2 separate regions of the Triticum aestivum genome follow, and region 1 is linked to region 2. A link is a contact called in public Hi-C data. All regions are on one chromosome and are shown on one strand. Each heading gives the region's core, a stretch centred on a gene start, on an enhancer-like site or on the middle of the called end of the contact. The rest is flanking DNA. Distances are from core to core; before and after follow the strand shown. Region 1 has its middle 73 kb from the start of LOC123137698. Region 2 holds the start of LOC123134318 (protein RGF1 INDUCIBLE TRANSCRIPTION FACTOR 1).

What was found. A called contact is a pair of places that touch in the nucleus more often than the background predicts.
Region 1: a Hi-C map of leaf shows a contact between it and region 2, with 5 times the contacts expected there. The contact joins the enhancer-like site here to the promoter of LOC123134318 in region 2. A contact is called at or near these places in 2 of 5 Hi-C or Micro-C datasets (both in leaf).

The regions. Positions count from the first base shown.
Region 1 is chr6B:508,854,520-508,857,592 of IWGSC CS RefSeq v2.1, forward strand. No RefSeq gene overlaps it. Among protein-coding and RNA genes, the nearest start is that of LOC123137698, 73 kb to the left of the region's middle. Within about 2 kb of position 1,557, at least 7 of the 8 cell types and tissues checked have an H3K27ac peak or open chromatin away from gene starts, as enhancers often do. A contact at or near this core is called in leaf, where this site is marked.
Region 2 is chr6B:508,498,780-508,501,873 of IWGSC CS RefSeq v2.1, forward strand. It overlaps LOC123134318 (protein RGF1 INDUCIBLE TRANSCRIPTION FACTOR 1), which reads right to left and starts at 1,841. Exons shown (of 4, transcript XM_044553589.1): 1 at 1,467-1,841; 2 at 1,306-1,377; 3 at 1,082-1,222; 4 at 557-989. The coding sequence starts at 1,652. The coding sequence ends at 774.

The DNA of each region.
Region 1 (3,073 bases), core at 307-2,806, 360 kb after region 2:
AAAAGTTCACGAGTTTGAAAAAAGTTCACGGATCAAAAAAGTTCACGAAATTCAATATAGTTCAAGAAAATTGAAAAGGTTCATCGATTTTCATAAAAGTTCACGATTTTTGAAAAAGTTCATTGATTTAGATAAAAAGTTTATTGGATTTTGAAAAGAGTTCATTGATTTTGATAAAAGTTCATCGAATTAGAAAATAGTTCATCGATAGTTTGAAAAAAGTTCACGAAATTCAATATAGTTCAGGAAATTGAAAAAGTTCATCAATTTTCATAAAAGTTCACGAATTTCGAAAAAGTTCATTGATTTAGATAAAAAGTTTATCGGATTTTGAAAAGAGTTCATTGATTTTGATAAAAGTTCATCGAATTAGAAAATAGTTCATCGATAGTTTGAAAAAAGTTCACGGATCGAAAAAGTTCACAAAATTCAATATAGTTCAGGAAATTGAAAAAGTTCATCAATTTTCATAAAAGTTCACGAATTTTGAAAAAGTTCATTGATTTAGATAAAAAGTTTATCGGATTTTGAAAAGAGTTCATTGATTTCGATTAAAATTCATCAAATTAGAAAATAGTTCACATATTATCAAATAAGGTTCATCAAATTTGAAAAAAACTTTTAATTGTTTTGAAAAACGTTCATCAAAGTTGAAAAAAAAGTTAATGGATTTTCATTTAATGTTCAACAAACTTGAAAATAGTTCATCAAATTTGAAAAACATTCATCAAAATTGAAAATAAGTTAATATTATTTTAAGAAAAATTCATCGGATTTGTAAAAAGTTCATTGGATTTGTAAAAAGTTCATCAAATTTGGAAAATAGTTCATCGAGTTTGGAAAATAGTTCATCGAGTTTGGAAAAGAGTTCATCGGATTTGAAAAAAGTTCATCGAATTTGGAAAATAGTTCATTGAGTTTGGAAAAGAGCTCATCGAATTTGTAAAAAAAATCATCAGATTTGAAAAAAGTTCATCGTATTTGGAAAAAAGTTCATCGAATTTGAAAAAAAAATCATTGGATTGGAAAAAAGTTCATCACATTTGAAAAAAGTTCATCGAATTTGGGAAGGAGTTCATCACATTTTAAAAAGTTTCATCGATTTTTAAGAAAAAAGTTCACAAATTTCAAGCAAAAACATCAAACTAGGAAGAACAAAAAAAAGGAAAAACAGAAAAAGAAAAAAAGAAAGAGGAAAAAGGAAATGAGGAAAGAATAGATAAGAAATAGAGGAAAAAGATGGTAGTTTACGGATCAGAAATAGAGGAAAAACCCGGTTTGGGAAGCTTCCCCGGATCCGTGCAGCTGGAGAGAACAATTAGAGAAACAAACAATCTAGATGTCACGTGTGGTTCTGTGGTGTTGTGGTCACTGTCGTTGGAGATGAAGGCAGTGATCGCGAGTTCGACTCCGGCAGGCCCGCACTTTTTTTGAACCTTTTTTCAGATTAAAACAAAATCGTACATGGGCCGGCCCAGCTCGCGAGCGAAGGGGGAGCACTGCAGGCGCCCGTTCGCAAACGGGCGCATAAGCGCCAAATAGGAAATCCCGGCGCCAGTTCCCTTAGCTGGCGCCCACGCACCATCTCCACGTGGGCCGGCCCATAGAGGGATGGGTTCGCTCCTGGTTCCCTCCGTCGCTGGGTGTTCGCTAAATCGATCGATTGCTGGTTCCCTCCGTCGCTGGGTATTCGCTCCATCGAACGTGTTTACAGGTCCGTACACTTAAAAAAACAGTCAACCGTTGATATTATGAAAAACAAATCACAAAAAAGAAAAGAAAAAAAATTTGAATTCAAAAATGTTCACTGACTTTGAAGAATAGTTCATCATTTTCTACAAAACATTCGTGTAATTTTAAGAAAAGTTCATCAAATTTGAAAAAGTTCATGCAATTTTTAAAAAAGTTCATCAAATTTTCCAAAAAAAGTTCATCAAATTTGAAAAAAAGTTCATCGAATCTGAAAAAAGTTCATCAAAATTAAAAAAAGTTCATCGGATTTGAAAAAAAGTTCATCAATTCTAAAAAAAGTTCATCAATTTTGAAAAAAGTTCATCGGATTTGAAGAAAATTTAATTGGATCTGAAAAAAGTTCATCGACGTTGAAAACGAATTCGTTGACTTTGAAAAAAGTTCACGGAAGTTGTAAAAGGTTGAGAAAATAAAACCAAAGTGGAGTAGACAAATAGAAGAAAAGACTGAAGTATGTTTACACAAATCCGTACGTGGCCGGGTCCTTGAGCCTAGCGCTCGCAGCGAAGGGTTCCTGGTTCGAACCCTCGTCTTGCACTTTTTGACTTTTCCCTAAAAGCAGAAGAAAAAAAAAGCAAAACGGGCCGAGCCCAGCTAACACGGCTGCAGGCGCCGGTTAGCGGAAACAGTAATAACCGGCGCCTGCAGCGCCAAATAGGGATTGCCGGTTCCCAGCCGGTTTTCTCCGATTTTGGGACCTTCTAGGAGGTTCCAGAAACGTTGGTTTTTTATTTTTATTTTTTTTCGTTTTTATGTTTCTTTTTTTTATGTTTTCTGTTTCTTTTTCTATCATTTTCGTTTTTTCGTATTTTTCGTTTTTCTGTTTTCAAATTTATTTTCTTTTAAAAAAATTGTGTTGCTCACAATTGTTCAAAACTTCACAAAATGTTCTCATTTTCAAAAAAAAATCATGCTTTCAAAAAATTGTTCAAAACTTCACAAATTGTCCTCATTTTCAAATTTTCTTCCTGACCTGAAAAAATGTTCATGCTTTCAAAAACATATTCATAGTTTAAAAAATGTTCTCATGCTCAAATTTTGTACCTGACTTCAAACAAAATGTTCCTGGCTATCTATTGTTTTTTATTTCTCTTTTTTTCTATTTTTCCTTTTCTGTTTCTTTTATTTATGTTTTTTTTCACAACACAACTTTGCAAAAATTGTTCGCAAATTAAAAAAATGTTTGTATTTTCAACTTTTGTTCGTGAGTTTCAATAAATGTTCCTATTTCAAAATTTGTTCCTATTTCAAAAAAAAGTTCGTGTTTGATTTTTTTTCGTGAGTTTCGTAAAATGTTCCCTTTTAAAAAAATTGTTCACAT
Region 2 (3,094 bases), core at 591-3,090:
AAGTCTAACTATCAACATTTGAGTTGCCCGAATCCATCCACCCTTGGGTGTCATTTTTCCCAAGAACGATGCATGTGGGACCTTTAGTACCGAGCTCCACATCGAGCTTTACGATGGTGTCCTCCATGGTTGTGAGATCTTCATGCGCTTTCATCTAGGTGGAGTAGGAGGAGGAACCTGAGATGCAGAGAAGCCCACTAGAGAGAAGGAAGAGATGAGGAGACTGCGGGAGGACAAAGATGCAAGACGGAGACTAGCAAGAGAGAATGTGTGTGGGCAAGCAAACAAGAAAGTGTCATGGAGCAATGTGGTTGGTCGAATGGCCTTTAAATAAAAGTACAAACCTACGTGAAAAAAACCATCCCTGGAAAGGGGGTACATTAGACAACAATGCCAAATAGAGGGAGGGGGTGGAGGTCAACAATGGTCCGTAGAAACCGGTGACAAACGAGGTGGTTCGATTTTCTTCATTGATTCGATCTGCAGCTCCCACGAACCACACGTTTTTCATGGTTCCCGCGGAATGCATGTAGGGTTTTGGAATAACCATAGTGGGTTCCTGCAAATTTACCTGCTGGTTTTACTAAAATTAGCCAATGTAATTGCTGAAGATATCAACACAATATGGCGCTAAGGTGTATTTTTTTCTCAGCCTCTGAAAAAAATGAACCCTTCATCATTCAAAAAATAAAAAAAAATGTAAATGACAACAACAGCCCAACTATTGAACTACCGGGGAATACGTGTAAGGTCCACCAGCCTGGCCCACTTCCTCAACAGAATGGTGAGCGAGCCGGCGCTAGCTGCTTCCGGCTCCGCTTACCGGACGACCCGCCACAGCTCGGCCCCGCCTCTGACGACGCCGCCCTCGGCCGCTTCCCGTTCTGCGGCTCCGACACGGCAGCCTCCTCACCAGCCGCCGCCGCCGCCTTCCTGTTCACGCGTAACGCGCATCTCAGCCCCCGCTCGCTCTCCCCCAGATGCTTCACCTGCATGCACGCGTCCCCCAGTTCTTCGAGTCAAGCTGTGCACGCACGTACGTGACGCTATGCATACTTCCAGACGACGACATGGCGTTTACCTTGCAGAAGAGGGAGCAGTAGTCGTGCCCTGACGAGAGCGGCCGGGCGCACGCGGCGCAGGGGTTCTCCGCGCAAGCCGAGCGCTTCCTCGCCGTGCGCTCGTTCAGGAACACCACCTCGTGATCGCTCACCGTGTGCGACTGCATGCGGCCGCGCATGCATTTGAGCACCGATAGAGAAACAGAACAGTCACGCCTGAATTGGGCGACTTTGGTGCGCGTACCTGGATGCCGGTGCAATCGAAGAGTTTCAGGTCGTCGACGCGGACGACGAAGCAGGACGCGTACTTCCAAATCTTTTTCCGCCGTCATACGAAATAACAAGACCGATCAGAGCACGGCGAGGTGAGGACATCTGATCACCAAGCGACGCGCGAAAATGTACCTGAAGGACGTTGTGGGAGGGATCGTGCGGGAGGCAGTGGCGGCAGAGGGCGGCGGCGCAGTCGGCGCATAAGTGGTTCTTGTCGTTCTTGCGCTCCGCCGGGTGCACGGCGCACGCGTCGAAGAATTCCTCCGACAGCAGGCCACGCAGCCACTGCGGGGTGGCGCGGACGGCCGAGGATTGCATCGCCGCCCCGCCACGCGCCAGCCGGTCCTGGCTACCTACGGTGGGCGCACACGGCGCGGGGGTCAATCGGTGCCGGAGACGCGCCTCCAGTCGTGGTGGATGAATGGTTGAATTGGGTTGCGGCCGTTGGGTGGGACGGATTCAAAGAGCGAGAAGCGCGGGGCGTTCGGCACTTCTACCGTTGCAGATGGAGGTGATTCTATGCAGCGATCTACTGTTCTACAGCAAAACTCCACCCGTCAAGCATAATCGTCCAGCAACCTAATAATTGGCCGAGAAAACCGCTCTAGCAGAATCGCTGTCCGACGCTCAACCGGCATAATTTTTAAAAGCCAGTTCAAATCGAGTCAGTGAGCCTTCGTATTTAGCGGTTGGGCCATGCGATATATCGTGTCATTCATCCCTTATATATTGGCGTCACAGATATTTCAAGACACCCGTTCTCTTTTCCCACCGTCCATATCCATGCGTCGCCGTGGCTTGTTACCACCTCCAATGCGGACGTCGAAGCTTTGGTCGTTGCCTGGCATGCTTAGAATAACTAATGGTAGATGGGTGAGATCTACGCACAGTGTCGCGACGGTGCGTTGCCGCCTGGGTTATATGCAGCAAGCCATTAGCTGCTGGCGGGAAACTGATGAGGGAAGAGGCGGGGAAGCCGGGGATTTTACAATACACCCATGTGGAGCGTGGGAAGCATTCGCTGGAGTGCGGGAAGACTAAGTGGAGCACACAACCCGTATGTGGTGCTACGTGTTATCTATCACACAGGTTTTAACATAAGAAAATGTATGTGTAACTTACTCCATCCGTCCGAAAATACTTGTCGAAGAAATGCATAAAAATGAATGTATCTAGAACTAAAATACATCTAGATACATCCATTCCTCCGACGAGTATTTCCGGACGGAGGGAGTGCTAATCATCGCAGCAAGTACTCGCAGACGCATCGTGTGCGATACTCCTAGCCACCGCAAGCAACTAGTTTGCATTTTTCAAAAAAAAAATTACACACATAATCACACATGAATTAACTGTAGTAACCGTCTGTGTTATGATTTCTCATCGCAAACAGTTCATCCGAGTGGGTTATTTGCCGCGTATCACACACATCTTGTTTACACGAATCGTTTGTGTTCTTTTGGCTCATCGCAAACAGTTCATCTATGTGAACCGTATGTCGCATATCACACACATCTTATTAAGTTGAACCATTTTTGTGTTTGTTTCCTAATCGAAAACAGTTTGTCCGAGTGAACCGTATACTGTATATCACACATACCTTGATCTAGCTGACCATTTTTGTTGTGTTGCCTAATCACAAACAGTTAATCCGAGTGAATTGTATGCCGTATATCGCACACACCTTGATATGACTGCATGTTTCTATTGTTCGGTCTCATCGCAAACAGTTCATATGGATCAACCGTATGCACTGCATC